Linked DNA regions of Sus scrofa: regions 1 and 2 are each linked to region 3. A link is a contact called in public Hi-C data. All regions are on one chromosome and are shown on one strand. Each heading gives the region's core, a stretch centred on a gene start, on an enhancer-like site or on the middle of the called end of the contact. The rest is flanking DNA. Distances are from core to core; before and after follow the strand shown. Region 1 holds the start of ZBTB7A (zinc finger and BTB domain-containing protein 7A). Region 2 holds the start of PLIN4 (perilipin-4). Region 3 holds the start of CCDC94 (coiled-coil domain-containing protein 94).

Region 1 (2,700 bases), core at 2-2,501, 150 kb after region 3:
CTTGAAGCCAAATTACTATTACAAAAGCCAATCCAACCCGTTTGGGAGTTGAAAGGCACTTTTAATACGTGTGTGAAGAGGCAATGAAGTGCAGGAAAGCTTTGAAGTCACAGAAGGACAGACGGGGTACATTTCACCCACGGCAGTGGAAGTTTCCTGCCTGTAAGGTAATGGTGGTAAAAATGATAATAACAATAAATAATGATCATGATAATGGCATTAGATGTTAGAATGGAGGTAAACAGGACCCCGGACAGAGCCAGCCACTCGAGAAGCGCTCAGCAAACGACGCCGAAGCAGGTGCCAGCCTTCTCCGACCGAGGGAATGCAGACAGGGAAACTGAGGCTCAGAGATCCCCAGGGGGCTGATTGCACCAGAGAGCCCTCCCCCAGCGCCTACTGTGTGCAGCGGGCAGTTGGCCGGGGCGGGTCAGGCAGTTCTCACTGCTCGTCCCCTCTTCCCCCTCCCCCGTCCCCCGCCGGACCTCTCCCACGACCGGGGAGGAAGTGGGAGAAATGGACAGGGAAAAAAAGTTGGGCTGAGCCAACGCCTCCCCACTCCCCACCTTCGCCCCTCCCAAGCCATGCAGACCCTTGCGGGAACGAACCGCGGGACCTAAGCGTCCGGTGCCGGGTCTCCGTCCCGCCCAGTGGCCCGCAGTTGGGTGGGGGAACTCGGAAAGCCGGGAAAACAACAGCCCAGCCCGCCCCTAGCCAACCCCTTCCCCCGCTACGCCCCTGGCGCAGCGGGCAGAGGCGACTCCTTTACATAATCGCAGGCGGGCAGGTTGGCTGTTTCATTTACAGACCCGGGAGCCCAGCGGACCCGAGCCGTCAACCCAAAGCCCGCCCCCAGGTCCCTTCCGCAGCTGGACAAACTGAGGCCCGGGGAGGGCCGGCGTCCGGCCCGCAGTCTCCACCCCTCGCCCCCCACCCACCCCCAGCAGCCCGGGCAGCCGCGACCCACGCCCGCGTCGGTCCTCGCAGTGCGCATAGCCCTCCCCGCCCCCGCTGCCATCCTGCCACGCCCCAGGCGTCGGGGGCAAAGCCCGCGCCCCCCCCCGCACCCGCCTCTGCGTGGAGGCTGGGGGCCTGTTTATCTGGAGTCCCCCACCCCCTCCACCCGGGGGGCCCGCTCCCCCCGCGCCCCGGGGAGCTCTGGGGACAGATAAGCTGGCAGGCTGGCACGGCGCCGCGCAGCGGGGCGGAGAGGTCAGAAGAGGGGGGGCGCGCCGGGGGCGGGCTGGACCCCCCCTCAACTTGACAAAACCTAATAACAGCCCGGTTTCTCCGGCGCAGCGGGCGAAGCCCCACGGGAGGGCAGAGACGTGGCAAGAGGGGACCTGCCGAGCCTGTTCTGGCCTCTGAGGCCGGGGTGGGGGGGCGGGCTGGGCGTGGGGGGGGCCGGCGGCTGCGGCACCTTTAAGACAAGGGAGGACCCCTCTTGCCCTCGGAGAAACCAGGAAGGGAGTCGCGAGCATCATACGGGGCTTTGGCTGTACTGTACAGTTACTGTAGGGGCAGTGACGCCGCCGCCGGAGCGAGGGAGCGAAGAGGGGAGAGCCAGCGAGGGGAGAGCTAGACGCGGACCCCAGAGGCGAGCGGCCGAGGAGCCCAGTCCCAACTCCGGGCCCCGGCCCCGCGCGCCCCGGCCCGGCCCGGCCCCGCGAGGTAAGTCAGCGCACGGCGCGGCCCCCAGCATGGGGTGCAGGGTGGGGAAGGGCTGGGGTCTCTGCGCCCACCTTTGCCCTCGCCAGAAGGGGCGATCCCGGGAGCCAGGGACGTTCCGCAAGTTTCAGAGGAGGGGGTGGCTGGCAGCTGCCGGGAGGCTGGAGGCGCCCTGGATCCCGAGCGCGGGGAGGGGGCGCCGCCAGGGAAGGGGTATTAGGGGCGAAGTGCATAGGCTTGTGCGCCGGCCGCCCCCCCCCGACCCCCCTGGTGCATGGTTTTTTCGGGGCTCCCAGGAGCGCGAGGAGAGGGGGAGGGGAAGCGGGGCTGCATTGAGGGTGGGGGGAGCCGGCGTGGGGAGATAGGGGGGCGCGTCGCGTGCTAAGTTTGCAGCTGGGTACTGGGGGCGCTCTCGCCCCCCGGGGGCCTATTCGGTGCTGCGTGCATACGTTGGAGTTGGCCAGGATTGAGCTCCATGGGGGATGGGGGGGAGGGGGCTGAAAAAACAGGGAGGGGGGCTTTGCAAAGGAGGGGGAAGGGGTGGGGTGTCCGGGTGGGCGGGCGCGGCCGCTGGGGCCTCTGGGCGTCGTAGTCCCCCCGCGCTTGCAGCTGGCAGGTGGCAGGCTGCTCGGACTACAAGTCCCAGGGTGCGCCGCGCCGCCGTCCCGCCGCGGCCCGCGGGTAGGGGCGGTGCGGAGGAGGGGCGGTGAGTGGCGGGCTAGCGAGCCAATGAGCGCGGGCTGATCGCGCGGCGCGGCCCGGAGGCGGGGCCTGCCGGCCCGGAGGCGGGGCCTGGAGCCGGGCTCCCCTTGCCGGGGGCCGGTGGCGGTCCCCGGCTTCCGGCTGCGCGGCCCGCGGGCCGTCCCCCTCCCCGCCCCGGGGCCCCTCCCCGCCTTGGTTGTGTAACCGTCCCCAGCCCCCCTCCCCTCAGCCCCCCGTCCCGGGGGGGGTCACCCACCCCGCGCTCCCTGGGGAGGGCGGCGGCCCAGGCGGCCGCGCGGTGCAGGGGAGTCCGGGGATGAGCGGCCTAGT
Region 2 (2,700 bases), core at 148-2,647, 210 kb before region 3:
TTTATTTCCGCTGAGCCGCAGTGGGAACCCCAGGACTTAGGTTTTTACCCTGGGGGAGGTGGGAGCCCTGGAGGGCTGTGGGTAGAGGAACGACAGGAGCTGATTTGATGTTTATGGTCATTTTTATGATTTTTGCTGGGTTTCTCCCTCCTTGCTGTGCTGTGGCGGCCCTGTGGGGAGGTGAGAGGCGCTCCCAGGGTTTCCCAACCTCCCCAACCCCTCTCCCACTGGCCACTGCCCGCCACCTTTGGGAAGCATTGGCTGGAGAAGAGACTTCGGGAGACACCCCTGCTTTGTTCCCCAACTGTTTGGTAAACAGAGTGATAGCTCCAAGGAAACCATCCAGGGGTCATCACAGCGGCTGGACCCTCCCTCCTCCCGGCTTACAGCCCAGGGCCACCAACTGTCCTCCTGTCCTGTCAGCCCCACCAGCCCATAGCTGGGCTCCCTGGCCAGGGGCAGGCTGGGGGCATTCAGGGAGGGCACAGCTGGTTATTTTTCTACTTGCCTGTACCCCTACCCATAGACAGCCTGCTTGGCACACAGGCTCAGGCTCTGGGGCTGGGTTCAATTCCTGTCCCTGCTGTTTCCCAGCTCTATGGTGTCAGGCACTGGTTACCTCTTCCAGGAAGCCACCCTGGGTTGGCCCCAGCCCACCAGGACTGGATCTCATTCCTAAGGCACCCCTAGTTCTGTTGGTACCCTGTCTTGGTCTGTATTTCGGCCCTTTCTCAAGGCAGGTCCCTTCAGGAAAGTGACATCCCCTTCTCTGCTCAGGACAGATGCTGCTCCTCACTTTCTGCCTGGGCAGTGCTAAGCTGCTATTTGTTGAGCACCTGCTGGGTACCAAACACTGGGGTAAACAGGGCACATGCTTGACCTTATTTCACGCTCACAATCACCCTATGGTCCATTTAGCCAAACATTTATTAAGTACCAACTGAGTGCCAGGGATTGTTCTATGGCTGGGGACATAAAAGGGAACAAAAGATGGACCTGGTGGAGGTGTGGGAGGAGGCTGTGTGTGTGTGGGGGGAGGAACAACAGAGGGAACAGCAGGTGCAAAGGCCCTGCGGCAGCTCCAGGCCTGGAGATTTGGAGGAACAGAGAGGAGGCCTGTGTGGCCAAAGCACAGTGAGTGAGGGGGAGAGAAGGAGGGAGGGCAGAGTGGAGATAAGAACCATGCCTATCACAGAGGCCAAGAGAGTATGTGGGCTGTGCCTTGGGGGTAGAGGATTGCCCATGAATCATTCAGCCTGGTTAGGGCAGGTGCCACGGGCAGAGGCTGCTCAGTGCTGAGAGCAGGGGAAAGGTGCTGGGCCCAGGGCCCACGCCGGGCCTGGCAGGCAAGCACGTGACTGTCCAGGGCCCTCCCCCGGCCCACTGGCTGCCTGCCTCTGCCAGCCAAGCCTGCACCGCCCCAGACCCTATAAGGCCAGGGAGCTGAGAGCAAAGCCAGCTGCCAGCTGCGCCACTCGTCACTCCAGGAGACCCTCACACGGTCCAGGTGAGCATTGTCGGGGTGAGACTAGCCTGCAGGCAGGTGGGTTTCAGGGGACTGCTTGGGGTTAGGGGTGGGGGCAGGAGGCCCAGGAGCCCCTGTTCACACACCCTCTCTGCCTCCTTCCAGCCACTTAGAGGATTACCATGTCTGCACAAGAAGAAGGAGGCCGGGAGGCCCCCAAACCCAAGGGCAAGGTGAGGGCAGGCTTGGGAAGGAAAGACTCCAGATGGGGCCTGGAGAGCCCCCAGATCCATAGAAAGGTGACCTCCACATCCTGGGGGCTGGAGGGGCTTCCTGGGTGGGGTGGGAGGGCTCTGAGGGCCATGGGGCCAATCTTCCTTCCCGTCCCAAGCCGGAGGGTGGGGGTGGGGGGATGAAGCAAACCTCAGCTTCCCCCCACCGCTGGGTTACCTCAGCCCCTCCCTGGGCCTCAGTTTCCCCATTTGTAAAACATGGGCCGTGGAAGGAACAGGTCTTTGGAGATTCAGAGGATGAGTTTTTTCCTATGTCCACGGGAGGCAGGCTGAATCTGCCCATTGCCCAGGTGAGGAAACCGAGGCCCAGAGGGGCTGGGATGCTTTCCTGAGGTCACTCCGGAGCAAGGGCCCAAGGCGGTTTGGGAAGCCAGGCCCATCTGATGCTCCCCTCATGCTGCCTCCGCCACAGCCTGGCCCTACTCACGTTGTCCCCTACCCCATGCAGACCCTGAGCAGCTTCTTTGGGTCCCTGCCTGGCTTCAGTTCTGCCCGGAACCTAGTGGCCAACGCCCACAGCTCAGCGAGAGAGGCTCGGCCAGCCGCCGATACCGCAGGCGCTCCAGCCCCTGAGGCCACCCAGCCCCAGGCTCAGGGTGAGTGGCCAGCTCCATGGGAGGCAGGGGCTCTGGGGGTGGACCCCAGCACTGGGACTTCTTGGGAACACTTTGTAAGCACCTGCGGCATCTCAAGAGACCCTACAAGGCTGGCACACTCCTTTAGTGCCAGAGGGAACCGAGGTATAAACAAGGAAGGTGAGTGGCCCAAGGCAGTACAGCCAGCAAGCCTGGGGGTGTGGACGCGGCAACGCCTCCTCCCGCATTCTCAACCCCTCCTCCACCTTCCCTCACCTCGTTTCAGATGCCCAGAGGACCAGGGACTGGGCATTCTGCATGTCTAAGTTCATCAAAGATTTTGATCTTGGTTTCAGAGAGGAGCAGT
Region 3 (2,700 bases), core at 170-2,669:
TGATTAAGAGCACACATTACAGAGCTGGGGGTACTGGGTTTGACTCCACCACTCTCTGGCTATTACATAATCTCTCTGGGCCTGAGTTTCCTCATCTGATGGAGGGATAACTTGTTCACCTGCAAGGACTTCGTGAATATGGCACTTAGAGCAGTACCTGGCAAACACAAGTATTTACCAGAAAGTTATGGGAATAGATGGCCTCCCAGCTAGATCCTCAGGATGGAAGAACTTTCACCCATATGAAGTCCTGGAATGTGAGGTGACTGGGGCTGGATTTTTCTTTTTCTTTCTTTCTTTTTTTTTTTAGTGCCAAACCTGTAGCATATGGGGGTTCCTGCGCTAAGGGTCAAATCCTAGCTGCAGCTGCCAAATCAGAGCTGTATCTGCGATCTGTGCCGCATCCTTCATCTACGCCGCAGCTTGCAGCAATGCCGGATCCTTAACCCACTGAGTGAAGCCAGGGATCAAACCCGCATCCTCATGCACACTAGCTGGGTTCTTAAGCCGCTGAGCTGCAACAGAAACTCCAGTGGCTGGATTCTTACCACAGGTGTTTAAAAGATTAGAGCACCGAGTTAGGGAAAGAGACATCAAACTGACCTTGGAAACCTGGGCTCGGAGCCATCAGTCTGGAGGTCTCTTCTCTACTCCTTCCTGACATCCTGGGTTTACACACTCCCAGGCCGGTGAGCTCACTCCTTACCTGGGAGCACACACCCTCTTAGACGGTGGGGGACAGGGACTCAGAATTCCGGAGTTTTCTTCTCTAGAAGCTGAATGCTGCTTTCCAGACCCCGCCCCCCTCAACACACACACCAGTTCTGTTAGGGAATGATTTTTTTTTTCCCCAAAAGAGCTGGCAGACTTAAGGCAACTGGAAAGGTCTCCAGCCGCACGCTGAATTTAGATAAGCCTAACCCTTCCCAAAGATCAGAACTGGCTAAAATAGACCCCCTGCCGGCGGTGCTTAGAGCTGAAATACCACGATTTTAAAATAGCTCCGCCCCAAGGAAAGTGATTGGATAATTCCCTTCAGAAGATCCAATCAGGAGAAGAGATCTGGTAAATACGCCCAAGCTCCGCCCCCAAAGGTGATGGGGTACACTCCAGGCTCCAGGATGAGGTTTAGCTGAAGGCCCACCCTCCGCGGAAGGTGATTGGGAGGAGTGTGCAGACCGTTGGGAAGAAGGCAAAGGTCCCACTAGAAGAGTATAATTAGCCCACTTCCGTTGGCTACGAGAGGTCCCACCACTGGTGGAAAGCCTTAGTCGCCCAACACTTACGTTTAAAACTTTTCGCTCCGACATCTTTGCCTCCTAGTCTTCTCACAAGCACGAGAGTACTGGTTAGGCTCGGTGCTTATCGAACTTTCCCGACCGTCTGTCCTTTGTATTTCCGCTTACGCCACTCCTTCAGCCGCTGTTATTGGCTGCAGCATATACAGCTTGCCTTTATCATTGGCTCCAGCTTCCGCCTGTCAACATCCGAGTCCCTCGGTCTTCCCTCCCTGGTTGCAACCCTGGGGGCGCTCATCAGAGGTTCCGGCGTTGGTCAGGATTTGAAATTTCAAGGAGGCGTTGCGCCCCCTAGAGGCGATGGGGCTGCCGGTCACGGCATTCCCTGTTTTCGTTTTTGTTTTTTTGGTTTTCTTCCTAGCGCCGCACCCGCGGCATATAGTTCACAGGCTAGGGGTCAGGTCGGAGCTACAGCTGCTGGCCTACACCACAGCCACAGCAACGCAGGATCCAAGCCGCGTCTGCGACCTACACCACAGCTCACAGCCATGCCAGATCCTTAACCCACTGAGGGAGGCCAGGGATGGAACCTGAAACCTCAAGGCTATTAGTCAGATTCGTTTCTGCTGCGTCACAACAGGAACTCCTCTTTTTGGTTTTTTAAGGGCCGCACCTGAGGCATATGGACTTCCCAGGCCTGGGGTCCAATCCGAGCTGCAACAGCCGGCCTTCACCACAGCAACGCCAGATCCCAGCATTGTCTGCGACCTACACCTCAACTCATGGCAATGCTGGATCCTTAACCCACTGAGTGGGGCCAGGGATCGAACCCACATCCTTATGGATACTGGTCGGATTCGTTACCACTGAGCCACAACAGGAACTCCTATTTGTTATTTCCCATGCCACACCAGCAGCATGTGGAAGTTCCTGGGCTAGGGATTGAATGGGAGCCACAGCTGCGATCTGTTCCTCAGCTGTGGCGATGAAGGATCCTTAACCCACTGTGGAGGCCCAAGGGTTGAACCTGCATCCTGGTGCTTCAGAGATGCCACTGATCCCATTGTACTACAGCCAGTCTTCCCTCCTACACACATATTTACTCCCTTATGTCTCCCTATTGCTTGCCTCTGTGTTCATCTTTCTTTTTTTTTTTTTTTTTTTGTCTTTTTGTCTTTTGTTGTTGTTGTTGCTATTTTTTGGGCCGCTCCCGCAGCATATGGAGGTTCCCAGGCTAGGGGTCGAATCAGAGCTGTAGCCACCGGCCTACGCCACAGCAACGCGAGATCCAAGCCGCGTCTGCGACCTACACCACAGCTCACGGCAACGCCGGATCGTTAACCCACTGAGCAAGGGCAGGGACCGAACCCGCAACTTCATGGTTCCTAGTCGGATTCGTTAACCACTGCGCCACGACGGGAACTCCTGTGTTCATCTTTCTAAAGAGGCCATCCCTTCCCTA

What was found. Hi-C and Micro-C count contacts between places; a contact is called where the count stands out from the background.
Region 1: a Hi-C map of liver shows a contact between it and region 3, with 2.4 times the contacts expected there. The contact joins the promoter of ZBTB7A here to the promoter of CCDC94 in region 3. A contact is called at or near these places in 2 of 47 Hi-C or Micro-C datasets (liver and skeletal muscle).
Region 2: a contact with region 3 is called in a Hi-C map of fetal skeletal muscle, with 2.5 times the contacts expected there. The contact joins the promoter of PLIN4 here to the promoter of CCDC94 in region 3. A contact is called at or near these places in 2 of 47 Hi-C or Micro-C datasets (fetal skeletal muscle and heart right ventricle).

What each region holds. Positions count from the first base shown.
Region 1 is chr2:74,677,042-74,679,741 of Sscrofa11.1, forward strand. It overlaps ZBTB7A (zinc finger and BTB domain-containing protein 7A), which reads left to right and starts at 1,252. Exons shown (of 3, transcript XM_003354008.4): 1 at 1,252-1,671. It overlaps LOC110259362 (vegetative cell wall protein gp1-like), which reads left to right. Exons shown (of 2, transcript XM_021084088.1): 1 at 1-1,212; 2 at 1,510-1,601. The coding sequence starts at 326. The coding sequence ends at 1,582. LOC110259661 (basic proline-rich protein-like) reads right to left here. Exons shown (of 4, transcript XM_021085143.1): 2 at 2,627-2,700; 3 at 2,272-2,511; 4 at 2,096-2,165. The coding sequence ends at 2,096.
Region 2 is chr2:74,317,227-74,319,926 of Sscrofa11.1, forward strand. It overlaps PLIN4 (perilipin-4), which reads left to right and starts at 1,398. Exons shown (of 8, transcript XM_021084054.1): 1 at 1,398-1,507; 2 at 1,631-1,698; 3 at 2,207-2,354. The coding sequence starts at 1,648.
Region 3 is chr2:74,526,914-74,529,613 of Sscrofa11.1, forward strand. It overlaps CCDC94 (coiled-coil domain-containing protein 94), which reads right to left and starts at 1,420. Exons shown (of 8, transcript XM_013994769.2): 1 at 1,287-1,420. The coding sequence starts at 1,310.